Linked DNA regions of Mus musculus: regions 1 and 3 are each linked to region 2. Evidence: chromatin contacts called from public Hi-C data. All regions are on one chromosome and are shown on one strand. The core of a region is the stretch at or near the end of the contact, and the rest is flanking DNA. Distances in the headings are between cores, read along the strand shown.

Evidence for each region. A called contact is a pair of places that touch in the nucleus more often than the background predicts.
Region 1: a Hi-C map of uterus shows a contact between it and region 2, with 4 times the contacts expected there. The contact joins two enhancer-like sites. A contact is called at or near these places in 3 of 484 Hi-C or Micro-C datasets (bone marrow-derived macrophages, embryonic fibroblasts and uterus), 1 of 115 datasets of contacts at active chromatin or transcription factors (embryonic stem cells) and 2 of 9 other capture datasets (bone marrow-derived macrophages and embryonic stem cells).
Region 3: a Hi-C map of bone marrow-derived macrophages shows a contact between it and region 2, with 17 read pairs. The contact joins two enhancer-like sites. A contact is called at or near these places in 1 of 15 datasets of contacts at CTCF or cohesin (large pre-B cells), 3 of 484 Hi-C or Micro-C datasets (the HPC-7 cell line, bone marrow-derived macrophages and nephron progenitors), 6 of 115 datasets of contacts at active chromatin or transcription factors (the NIH/3T3 cell line, Th17 cells, embryonic stem cells and 2 more) and 1 of 9 other capture datasets (embryonic stem cells).

The regions. Positions count from the first base shown.
Region 1 is chr12:79,323,950-79,327,915 of GRCm38.p6, reverse strand. Rad51b (RAD51 paralog B) reads right to left here. Exons shown (of 11, transcript NM_009014.3): 6 at 2,830-2,949; 7 at 512-695. Among named protein-coding and RNA genes, the nearest start is that of Rad51b, 29 kb to the right of the region's middle. Within about 2 kb of position 1,510, at least 10 of the 459 cell types and tissues checked have an H3K27ac peak or open chromatin away from gene starts, as enhancers often do. A contact at or near this core is called in uterus, where this site is marked.
Region 2 is chr12:79,611,617-79,615,430 of GRCm38.p6, reverse strand. All of the region lies in intron 7 of Rad51b (RAD51 paralog B), which reads right to left. Among named protein-coding and RNA genes, the nearest start is that of Gm36048, 190 kb to the left of the region's middle. Within about 2 kb of position 2,545, at least 163 of the 459 cell types and tissues checked have an H3K27ac peak or open chromatin away from gene starts, as enhancers often do. A contact at or near this core is called in bone marrow-derived macrophages and uterus, where this site is marked.
Region 3 is chr12:80,044,257-80,048,246 of GRCm38.p6, reverse strand. The region is part of intron 3 of Gm36660 (a long non-coding RNA gene); the gene reads left to right. Among named protein-coding and RNA genes, the nearest start is that of Gm36834, 27 kb to the right of the region's middle. Within about 2 kb of position 1,481, at least 54 of the 459 cell types and tissues checked have an H3K27ac peak or open chromatin away from gene starts, as enhancers often do. A contact at or near this core is called in bone marrow-derived macrophages, where this site is marked.

The DNA.
Region 1 (3,966 bases), core at 261-2,760, 290 kb after region 2:
CACAATGCCCACCACAGAAAACCATTCCAAGAGCTCCTTTAAGGTATTCTCTGTGCCATTTCCATTCATGGTTGACCTCTGCCCATTGGAAACAAACCAAAACAGCGCTGAACAGGGTAACCCATGAACAGAGCCTAAAAGATCTAAGTTACAAAACCCACAGGATACACCGTCGCTGCAAAGAAAGTTCGCAGAAACAGACCCAGGCCGCTCTTCGAGTCGTCCCACGTAACAGTAATCTCAGCATGACAGACGTGACACAGAACTCACAGAATGAGTAACCCGTGAGAAGGAATGAAGGAAGGGACGGTGGGAACCGCCAGAAACACTTAAGTCTGTCCCGGGTCATGTTATAAAAGGGGACATAACCAGCAGAGAGGGTGGCTTACGAAAGCAGTTACTTGCCATAGCAATCCAACTTTAGAAGTCAGATGTTTAGTCTTCCCTAAGTATATCATCTGATACTGTAAGGTCATGACCTTAAGAGAAAAGAAGGAAAAGGGACACTTACTGGGATTGAAAACTCCCCTGCCAGGTACTTCAGTAAGGACGCTCCTTTGCCCAAGAACTTGTTCCTTTCTTTGATGTTGCCTTGAAGCTTCGGGTCAAACTCCTTTCTGACCACAGAAGCAATGGAGTCAACAATCACAAGCTTAACTCCTTTCGAAATGATCTCTTCCTCCAAAGACTCAAGCCTGTGAAAGTAGAATTTGTAAAATAACAAACAAGTGTAAGACACGAACTCTTTTTTATTTTTCTTTTCAGAAGGAAAATAGAAGAACACTGTATTAGGGTTTGAGAGAAAAGCCAAAACACAAGTTGGGCAAGCTGTAAATCCTGGCAGCTGCTGGGAGGAGGGAGCCAGTGAAGACTTAGAGTGCAATGGAGGTCTGCAAACATCTGTGAGGGGAAGAGGGCGTTAGAGCAAACAGCCTGGAGGTTGAGAGCAAACACGCTTAGGACTCTGGTTGTTCTCCAGGTCAGAGACAGAGGTGGGGAAAGGACAGCCATGCTTTTGGAGTTAGAACTCAGGAAAGCAGGCAGGCCTAACCCTGAAGATCTGTAAGTCACTTCAAAGACATGACTTTAAAAAGTGAAGGGGCTGGAGAGACAGATGGCTCAACAGTTAGGAACACTTGCTTCTCTTGAAAAGGACCAGGGTTTGGTTTCCAGCATGTACGTGAGGGTTCACGCCCATTGGTAACTCTAGTTCCAGGGGACCCCACCCACTCTTCCAACCTCCAAGGGCACCAGACATATAAGTGGTATACACACAAACATGCAGGCAAATACTCATACTCATAAAATACAAAATAAATAAACCTAAAACAACAACACCACCATGCTGAAAGGGTTAATCAGCTTTAAAATAACAACGAGCCAGCTCTGGTAACAGAGATCTGTAGCCCTCATTAATCAGGAAATTAAAGAAAGAAGTTTGCAAGGTCAAGGCTAAACTGGGCTACAGTGGGAGTTGTTCAAAACCATACTGGATAACATAGTCTGTATGTTATCAAAATAAAAACTTAAAAAAGTGCTGAGAGGAGCTGGAGAGATGGCTCAGTGGATAAGAGCGCTGACTGCTCTTCCAAAGGTCATGAGTTCAATTCCCAGCAACCACAGGGTGGCTCACAACCATCTGTAAAAGGATCTGATGTCCTCTTCTGGGGTGTCTGGAAACAGCTACAGTGTACTCAAATAAATAAAATAAATCTTTTTAAAAAAAAAAAGTGCTGAGATGCAGCTCAGCCCTTGCCTGACACACGAGGCCCTAGGTTCAAGCCCAGTAACACACATGCACTTGCTCATGCACTCATGTGTGTGCACACACACACACATACCACACACACACACACACACACACACACACACACACACAGCGATGGCTGTAAAATTCAGCACACATAACTTAGTTCACCACTCCTATCACATTGCATTCTTCTGGAAATATCAACAGTGTTTTCATGTTGCCCTACAATACTACAAAAGCTGTAATTTTACAGGAAAGCTACTTGTGTAGCCAGTCTAAAACGGCCTCTAAAACAGCCTCCTCTTATTCCCCTATCCTGGTGTGTCCTATCTTTTTATGAATTTCTACATAAATGCCTTCCCATACTACACAAGAGTTGGTCTATGTGACAAGTGCTCATGACAAAATGGTGATGCTCTTATTCCAGACAGTGGGGGTGAAAGACTACACTTTCCTTGTGTAAAGAAAGGACGCCTTCCAATGGTGCACGAGTGAGCTTGGGTACAGGCATACCAGCCCACTGGTCAACAAAACAACAGCTATCCTGGACAACAAGCAAAGCAGGAGAGCCAGCTGAGCCACTTCCAGAAGCTCACTCGCCAGAAAATAAGTATTTGCTGTTCTAAGCTGCCACATTTACAGGTAGTTCACTAACAAAACAACTTATAATTAATAAGCTACTTAGATTCTAAAATATTCACTGATTTTTTTTCCATTTTAAAGAAACATTTCAAAAAAACTACAATGAATGAAGAAGGCACAAATTATTATTTTTTTTAAAGATGTATTTACTTTATGTATATGAATACACTGTAGCTGTCTTCAGACACATCAGAAGAGGACTTCGGATCCCATTACTGATGGTTGTGAGTCACTATGTGGTTGCTGGGAATTGAACTCAGGACCTCTGGAAGAGCAGTCAGTGCTCTAAACCATTGAGCCATCTCTCCAGCCCAAATTATTATTTCTTTAACTCCATTATATAAGAATTATTTTACTAAGAAGCTGAAAACGGGGAGGAGAAAACTTTCAAAGCATTACTAAAATATAAGATGTTTTAGTAATGTGAAACCGCCTACCTTTGTAGAAGCCCCTCACAGGTGAGCTCTCGGCAAAGATGAACTCTACTGCTGGTCAGAAGCAATTTTTCCTCAGTGTTAAAATATTGTGGAAAACGAGATTCCGCAATCTCAACCAGTCTATGAGAGAAGGGAATAGCATACAAGAGAGAATAGTGAATACTAAAAGAGAGAGACACTGCTGAGTCCCCAACACACTCCACATGGGAAAGTACTAAGACGTATCCGTATGTCAGGCGTAAGCAAAAGGCTCAAAACACCAGTTTGGAATACACGTGGCCTCTGTGAGAATTATCAGAGGTTGGCTATCAAGGGTTCTAAGTCTCATCAAATTTCCAACAAGCAACAATATTCCCAAGATTTTATTTCTGGAAATAATGTTTACAGATAACATTTTCATAGCAGCTACTTTTACATATTAGAAATGTTAGAAAAAGCTTTCAGTTGCTTGAATGAACAAAGTCTGTTTCAATAAGTATGGTACTGTTTCCTAATAATAACATATCTCAGTTGCCTTGTCTCTTCCTAGAAAATATGCTTTCTCAATTAAAATTTAAAGCTATTTAGTAGTTCCTTGGTAAATAGGAAATTATTGTTTAACCAAATTAATGCTATCCAGTTACTTCTTGTTAACAAAAAGCTATTTTCTGAATACTGAATTCAGACCCCGAGGCTAAACCTCATCATGTGGGGCAGGTCAAGTGAAGAAGATAACTCAAAGCATAAAGGACAGCGTCGTTCAGCAGAAAGAGGCACGAAGGGCATCGCTAGAAATTACAAAAGGGTAAGATATAAAACTGAAAAACAAAACTCTTGGAGTATAACTGTCTCCCAATTGCAATGACTCGTCAGCCCTACTTAGCCATCCAGGGAATCTGGAAAAGAAACTGCAAACACGAAGCCACCCATAGTCTACGTTCACATAAGAGACACAGGAGAACAAAAGAGTAGTGTCTTCATCCCCAGTTAAAGGGCTCTGGGAAGAGGCTGAGAACTTTAAATAGATAAACAAAACAAATCCCTAAATATGCTATAGTCAGAAGCAAGGGAGGGACCTAAAACAGGAAAGAGAAAAATGAAGACAGTCAAGAACTTTTTAAGTGCATTTTCAGTCAACTGAAAAGAAAAATATATAAT
Region 2 (3,814 bases), core at 1,296-3,795:
TCCCTCTCCCTCTCCCTCTCCCTCTCCCTCTCCCTCTCCCTCTCCCTCTCCTCTCCCTCTCCCTCTCCCTCTCCTCTCCTCTCCTCTCCCCTCCCCTCCCCTCCCCTCCCCTCCCCTCCCCTCCCCTCTCCTCTCCTCTCCTCTCCCCTCCCTCCCCTCCCTCTTTCTTTCTTTCTTTCTTTCTTTCTTTCTTTCTTTCTTTCTTTCTTTCTTTCTTTCTTTCTTCCTTCCTTCCTTCCTTTCTTCCTTCCTTCCTTCCTTTCTTTCTTCCTTTTAACTGTTAGATCCCAATCCCTGAAGTCCCTGTCCTGAGCTGTCACTCAGAAGTAACTATGGGGCCTTCAGTGAATTAGTGCTGGTGTCCTAAGGCTGTGAACAGGCCTGGGCAACACTCAGAAGGCCTGTTCCTGGAGGACTCATGGGGTGGGAGGTAGGGAGCCTATTTTGAGTGTGTTTTTTCTTCCTGTGGAGAAAAATACTAAGGCCGCCATCACTGTGCTGTTCAGTGTGGAATTACAGAGGCCAAGAACTCTGTAGTATTTGAAAACATTTCATTAAAGGAACTGACTGAATTCTGGTTTGTTTCCCTGAAAATGTAAGCTATGGAGCAGACATTGTAGTAAGAAAACTACACCCCTTGACACAGAAGCAAATATAGAAACAAGCTGTGACTCATTTTCACCATCCCTCCAGTCCCAAGACTTTAAAGCATGATCCACAGAATGAAGCCCCCCCCCCCCCCGTAAAGACCCACTACACATTTACTGTGGTTCCAAGGGCAAAGGAAACCAATTAATTGGAAAAGTGTGAAGATAAAGACCTTCCAGGGGGAGGGAAGGGAGGTGGAATAAAAGAAAGGACCGACAAGAGCAAAAATATCATAAATTAATCATTCAAAATGGGTGCAAAATACTAGAGTGGGGCAAAGCCAAGCTGTTGTTTAGTCCCTGCCCAGGGCTAATCTACACAGCACTCTAGAAGGCTCAAGAGCAGCTATTAGAGGAAACAATAAAGAAGCCCCTCCCCCTGGAAATTTGATCTCTGCTTTGGAATTTTTATGACATTTCTTTCTTAGGGAAGGAGAAGGTCTCACCACCCTCTTCCAGCTTCAAAGCCTGCAATTAATATCCTTGGCCTGCTTTATGTACGTTGTTTGAGGTATTCTCAAAAGTCATATTGCTGAATTTAATGAAAGTCCATTAGGCAACTGAATCAGCAGAACACTTGGGCCTTCATCTACAGAACTATCCTGTAGACGAGTCACCTTGGTCACATTCACGAGGCCCTTCAGTGTCACCAACGCTGTATGTGCAAAATTAGGATTTTATCAGGACTCTTAGCTGAAAACCAAAAAATGCTTTGGGTTCCCCAGTTGGGAAATGGTAGGTCGTGATGTAAGAATATGTACAAAGTGATTTTGGTTCTTGTACAAAGACACTTGGTTCTTGGTATTACGCAACAAGTGAGTTCCTGAAAAGTTGCGACTTACACAGTCTATTTTTTTTTTTTTTTAATTCTCATCGATGGAGTCACTTACAATCCACATCAGGAACTCACTACTCACTGTTTAATGAAATCTGATTGTGGTTTCAGCTGTGAGGAAAGAATGCTTTGTAATTAAAACGAAATCTTTCTGTTTGATCAATTTTCTACATTCAGACTTGTTTTTTTTTTTTTTAACTGAAGTCTCAAGGTGGGTACTGTCAGGGTGCTATCCTCAGTTGGTACACAATGTTTTGTTTTAATGGTGTTTCTTCTTTCTTAGAAAAAAAAAAAAAATCCAAAGATCCAGAGAAGTATTTCTGTAACCGGAGTTCATGCTCTCTACAACATGAAAGGACACAACTTGTACTGGTGCTTTATTTAGCTTACTGTGGCCTGCGGCCTGTGGCCTGCGAGGCATCCAGGGTAGCAGACCCCAGTACACTATTAGGTAAGAAAACAAGAACAAAAACTGGAAGCCATGTCTCACCCACCTACGGCAGCTCTGCCAGTCTAGCTACACAGCAGAATCAAGATGGCGCCATGCCAGCAAAACAAAAATCTGCCTTCTGTTGTTGTTTGGTTTGTTTGCTTGTTTTTGTGATCTTCAGCGTATCTGAGTTAGTGGGGACAGTGAGTGATCGTAGGGTAATGGCTTACTATGATCTTCAGGCTCAGTCTGCTGTCCCTCTGAGAAATATCTAATGAACTCAAGGGAAGGTCTTACCTTCAGACACCCATGACCCAAATGACATGCCAAGGCAAGAGTGCCAGCACCACTGTGTGCTCCCATCACAATCTGCCCTTCGAGGCAGCTGCTGGCAGGCAGTGTCTGCCCTCTACTACCAGAATGCAATGGGGCAGAAAAATTAAACTGCAAGTGGGCTGAGGGAATAAAGGGAGAAGGAAACTTAAAGGCAGTATCTTGGAAGCATATGTTTCAGACTCACTGCGGGCAGTTCCCTGTCAAGCAGAGATCAGCCAGGTTGGTTAGCCTAATCTCCCCAAGCCACAGATGGTCTAGGCCTCCTCATTCCTGTCCCTGGGACCACAGCCAGTGGTGTGGCCACCCTGCCACCTAGCGTTCAGTGTGAAAACAAGCAGCACGTCTTGACAATGCATGCTGGGTTTCAAGAAGAGCCAGAAAAGGGAGCCAAGAACTTTGCTAAATTCCCTATCCCTTGTTCCCTTGTTTGTTTTTGTTTTAAATGAAGGTTATTCAACGCTGGCAGCCTAGTGAGACACTGCCAATAACCCCAGCAGCCCCTCACATCTGAAGGGGAAGCAAAGAGTACTGGGTCTGAAGTGAAGGCGCGGAGGAGAAGGCCCATTCCCTCCACATATGGTAAATGGTGTGGCTACGGCAGCACTGTCTCGGGCAGGGCAGGAAAAGTGTAGCCGTTGCAGGAGAAGATGAGGAAAAGGGACTGCTTTTTAAAACATCATTTTAGCAACACGCATGGTGGGGCAATGAGATAAGCCGTGGGCTTGGCCTGCACGCCTGGGCGTGAGCCCCGCTCAGCAGCTTCCTAGCAGTGTGGTTGGGTCACACACAGCTTCCAGCTTCAGTTCTGTTTCTGGAAAACAGCTGTACTTAGATGTGTCTTTCCTACTTCCACAAAACTGCCTTGAGGGTCTGCTCGAACAAAATGTATGCGGGGGCACTTTGAGCAAAAATTCTGTGGGCTAGAATTAGAACATAGGTTAAAATTAGAGTGTTCCAAATACATTTCTTTAAAATTATGCTTCATCCAGGATAACGAGCCCACCTTGACAAGCCACTTCAATGTCTTACATATTCACAATATTTTTTTTTCAAGACAGGGTTTCTCTGTGTAGCTCTGGCTGTCCTAGAACTTTCTCTGTAGGCCAGGCTGGCCTCAAACTCACAGAAATCTGCCTGCCTCTGCCTTTAATCTGCTGGGATTAAAGGTGTACCACCACTGCCTGGCCCACAAAATTTCTTAAAGCAACAGGACTGAATTCCCTTCTTCTGGACAGAGCTCACATTGTGATGACAAGCCAGGCATGAGGAGGCAGGGCTTTTCTTTGCTGTTCCTGAACTAACTTTCTGTGTAACTTCAAGCAAAGCCACTTCGCTGTCCTCAGTTGCAGTTTGTAAATACACAGATAAGTCAGCTGTAGACTGAACAGCCACCTCCTGCCACTTCTAAGATAAAAAGATGGCTTGCTTCTGATACCCACTCTTCCCCTTACACGAAACAGTCTTGAGGATCCAGTAGGATTTCTTTGGAAACTTAAGCTCATCACAAACCAATACAATGCAATTTTTCCAGAAAAATCCTAAAAGCTGTATGCTAGAAAAGACAGT
Region 3 (3,990 bases), core at 232-2,731, 430 kb before region 2:
TAGAAGAGCCAGGGCTGGAGGAGGTACAGGAGGGGGCATCGCAGCTCCAAGGACTCTCTTTGGAAAGTTGTAAGAACCTACTGCAACCTGTGTTCTTTCTCATCCAGCAGTTGCCACCCAGGGCCTCCCACTTCTTTTCTTTCCCTCCTTCTCCTCCTCCTTCTTTTGTTTGTTTTGTTTTTTGTTTTTCCAGACAGGGTTTCTCTGTAGTCTTGGCTGTCTTGGAGCTTGCTCTATAGCCTAGGCTGACCTTGAACTCAAAAAGATTTGCTTGTCTCTGCCTCTCAAGTGCTGGGATTGGAGGTGTGTGCTACCACTACCTAACCCCATTTCTTCCTCTCCAGCTGTCTCTTTTTCCCTTTTTCCCCCTCCTTTCCTTTTTCTCCCACTCCTCCTTTCCTCTCCTTAACACCCCCTCCCGTGATATGTGTCCCAGTGCTGTGTACATGGAAGTCAGAGATTGGTACTGGGTGTCTTCTGTCTCTCTCCACCTTACTTTTTTTTTTTTTTTTGACACAGGCTCTCTCATCGAAACTGTAGCTAACAGTTTTAGCTAGAGTGGCTCACCAGCAAGTTCTGGGGATCATCTCTTCCCCTGACCCAGTGCTGGGGCTGCGGGTGTGTGCTACAGTTCCTTTTTACATGAGTGTGGGGATCTGAACTCAGGTCCCCATGTTTATACAATGAACGTTATTCCCAGTGAGTTATTTCCCCAGCCAGCCCATAAGAGTTTGGTTTAATGTATTGTTCCAGAAGTTTTTTTTCTGGTGCTATCTTCCTGTTAGTTTGGCTAAGACATCTACAGGAGATGGCCAGCTTATCCATGGCCTTGGTGATCGTTTATAGGGGTTAACTTCAGTTTGCTCATTCACACAATATGAGTTTGATTTCATAGGGCTGTTGAGTTGAATAAATAAAATAAAGAGTATGTGGTACCCTTTTTACATGGTGAGAATTCAAAAATGTTAGTTTTTACTTAAATCTCAGCTAGGCAGTGTTTCACTCAGGAAGTCATTCAACAAATTTGTTGCCAATTAAGTGGTGGTAAAAGGTGCCCCCCCCTTTAGTTGAGCAACATTGTGGCCTAGATGTTCCCACCCTTATGAAATTACAGTCCAGTAGATAAGAAGCAAAGTGGAGTCAGGTGCTAGGGAAGGTTGTGACAGCATATTTTCTTAGCCTTGTTTTCTGATGTCGCCTCAATTGGCTGTGTAGCCAGATAGGAATATACGCTCAAGGGGAATTCTTTTAGCAAAACCTTGGGAACAGGACCATAGTGACTCACAGCAGGCTAAGCTCTAACAGCAGCAAATAAAGGGCTGGGAAATGGCTAAGAGACTCAAGCAGCTGTCACAACAGCCACCGTCATCTTCTGCTTATGTAGGACTCTTCTCTTGCAAGCTAAGTGCTTTGTAGATAGACATTACTCAGTGAATTCTCACAGCTTCCTTCTGGGGCAGGGAGGAGGCAGAGATTATTAGAAATGAGGAAACAGGCTTGGCAGGAGTATAACCGCCGTGTCTGAAGTCATACAGCTAGCACATGCTCTGGTCCCTGGATTGGCTTGCCCAACTTGTAGCGCATTGGCTTACTTGGTGTCCATAGGACAGTGAGGTTGGGGAGTTGTGTAACTGGGAAGCACATGTATAGGTGATGGATAGGAAAACCTCACAACTATGCTTCCCAAACACTATTTCTGGTTCTTCACTCTGTTTTGCATGGGTAGCCTTAAACATCATGTGTAGAGACACTACTGCTTGGTCCCTTCCTTATTCGTCCTTGGGATGTTCCAGTGATGGGAACTTGGAGGGAAAGTGGTGTTACGGTTTTTGTTTTTTTTTCTGTGACTTTGGTTATCTGGACTAGCCAATTGTGACCCACATACATTACATAGAAAAATTCCTGAAAGAGCAAGTTTAAGATTGTAGGCTGTAAGGAGTGGCATGGTGAAGAAATCTTGCTCCAAATGAAGCACACGATCCTCCCTCTGATATGTCTTCAGAGGGTCAGTTGTAGCCTAATGCTACGTCACCACGTGGACATCAACTCAGTCCATTATCTCCCATCATTACCAGAAGCACTAGAACACTGTAGCAAGACAGTTGAGGGAAAAAAAAGATCATCTCCACATATCTTTTATTATAGCATCTTGTTATAATGGCTCTGTTTTATTATTTGTTATTGCTGTCAATCTCTTGCTACATCTAAGTCACGCATTAAACCCTATCATAGGTATGTATGTAAGAGGAGCCTAGGTAGAATTCAGTGCTACCTATGATGTCAGGAGTTCACCGAGGGCCTTGAAAAGTCCCTCCTGCACAACTGGCGGTTATCATGTAGAAGAATGCGAATTGATCCATTCCTATCTCCTTGTACTAAGGTCAAATCTAAGTGGATTAAGGAACTCCACATAAAACTAAGACACTGAAACTTATAGAGGAGAAAGTAGGGAAAAACCTAGAAGATATGGGTACAGGAGAAAAATTCCTGAATAGAACAGCAATGGCTTGTGCTGTAAGATCGAGAATCGACAAATGGGACCTCATAAAATTGCAAAGCTTCTGCAAGGCAAAAGACACTGTCAATAAGACAAAAAGGCCACCAACAGATTGGGAAAGGATCTTTACCTATCCTAAATCAGATAGGGGACTAATATCCAATATATATAAAGAACTCAAGAAGGTGGACTCCAGAAAATCAAATAACCCCATTAAAAATGGGGCTCAGAGCTAAACAAAGAATTCTCACCTGAGGAATACCGAATGGCTGAGAAGCACCTGAAAAAATGTTCAACATCCTTAATCATTGGGGATCAAAACAACCCTGAGATTCCACCTCACTCCAGTCAGAATGGCTAAGATCAAAAATTCAGGTGACAGCAGTTGCTGGCGAGGATGTGGAGAAAGAGGAACACTCCTCCATTGTTGGTGGGATTGCAAGCTTGTACAACCACTCTGGAAATCAGTCTGGCGGTTCCTCAGAAAATTGGACATAGTACTACCGGAGGATCCAGCAATACCTCTCCTGGGCATATATCCAGAAGATGTTCCAACCGGTAAGAAGGACACATGCTCCACTATGTTCATAGCAGCCTTATTTATAATAGCCAGAAGCTGGAAAGAACCCAGATGCCCCTCAACAGAGGAACAGAAAATATGGTACATTTACACAATGGAGTACTACTCAGCTATTAAAAAGAATGAATTTATGAAATTCCTAGGCAAATGGATGGACCTGGAGGGCATCATCCTGAGTGAGGTAACTCAATCACAAAAGAACTCACACAATATGTACTCACTGATAAGTGGATATTAGCCCAGAAACTTAGAATACCCAAGATATAAGATACAATTTGCTAAACACATGAAACTCAAGAAGAACGAAGACCAAAAAGTGTGGACACTTTGCCCCCTCTTAGAATTGGGAACAAAACACCCATGGAAGGAATTACAGAGACACAGTTTGGAGCTGAGATGAAAGAATGGACCATCTAGAGACTGCCATATCCTGGGATCCATCCCATGATCAGCCTCCAAACGCTGACACCATTGCATACACTAGCAAGATTTTGCTGAAAGGACCCAGATATAGCTGTCTCTTGTGAGACTATGCTGGGGCCTAGCAAACACAGAAGTGGATGCTCACAGTCAGCTATTGGATGGCTCACAGGGCCCCCAATGGAGGAGCTAGAGAAAGTAACCAAGGAGCTAAAGGGATCTGCAACCCTATAGGTGGAACAACAATATGAACTACCCAGTACCCCCTGGAGCTCGTGTCTCTAGCTGCATATGTATCAGAAGATGGCCTAGTCGGCCATCAGTGGAAAGAGAGGCCCATTGGTCATGCAAACTTATATGCCCCAGCACAGGGGAACGCCAGGGCCAAGAAGTGGGAGTGGGTGGGTGGGGGAGTGGGTGGGGGAGCAGGTGGGGGACTTTTGGGATAGCATTGGAAATGTAAATGAAATAAATACCAAATAAAAAACCAAAA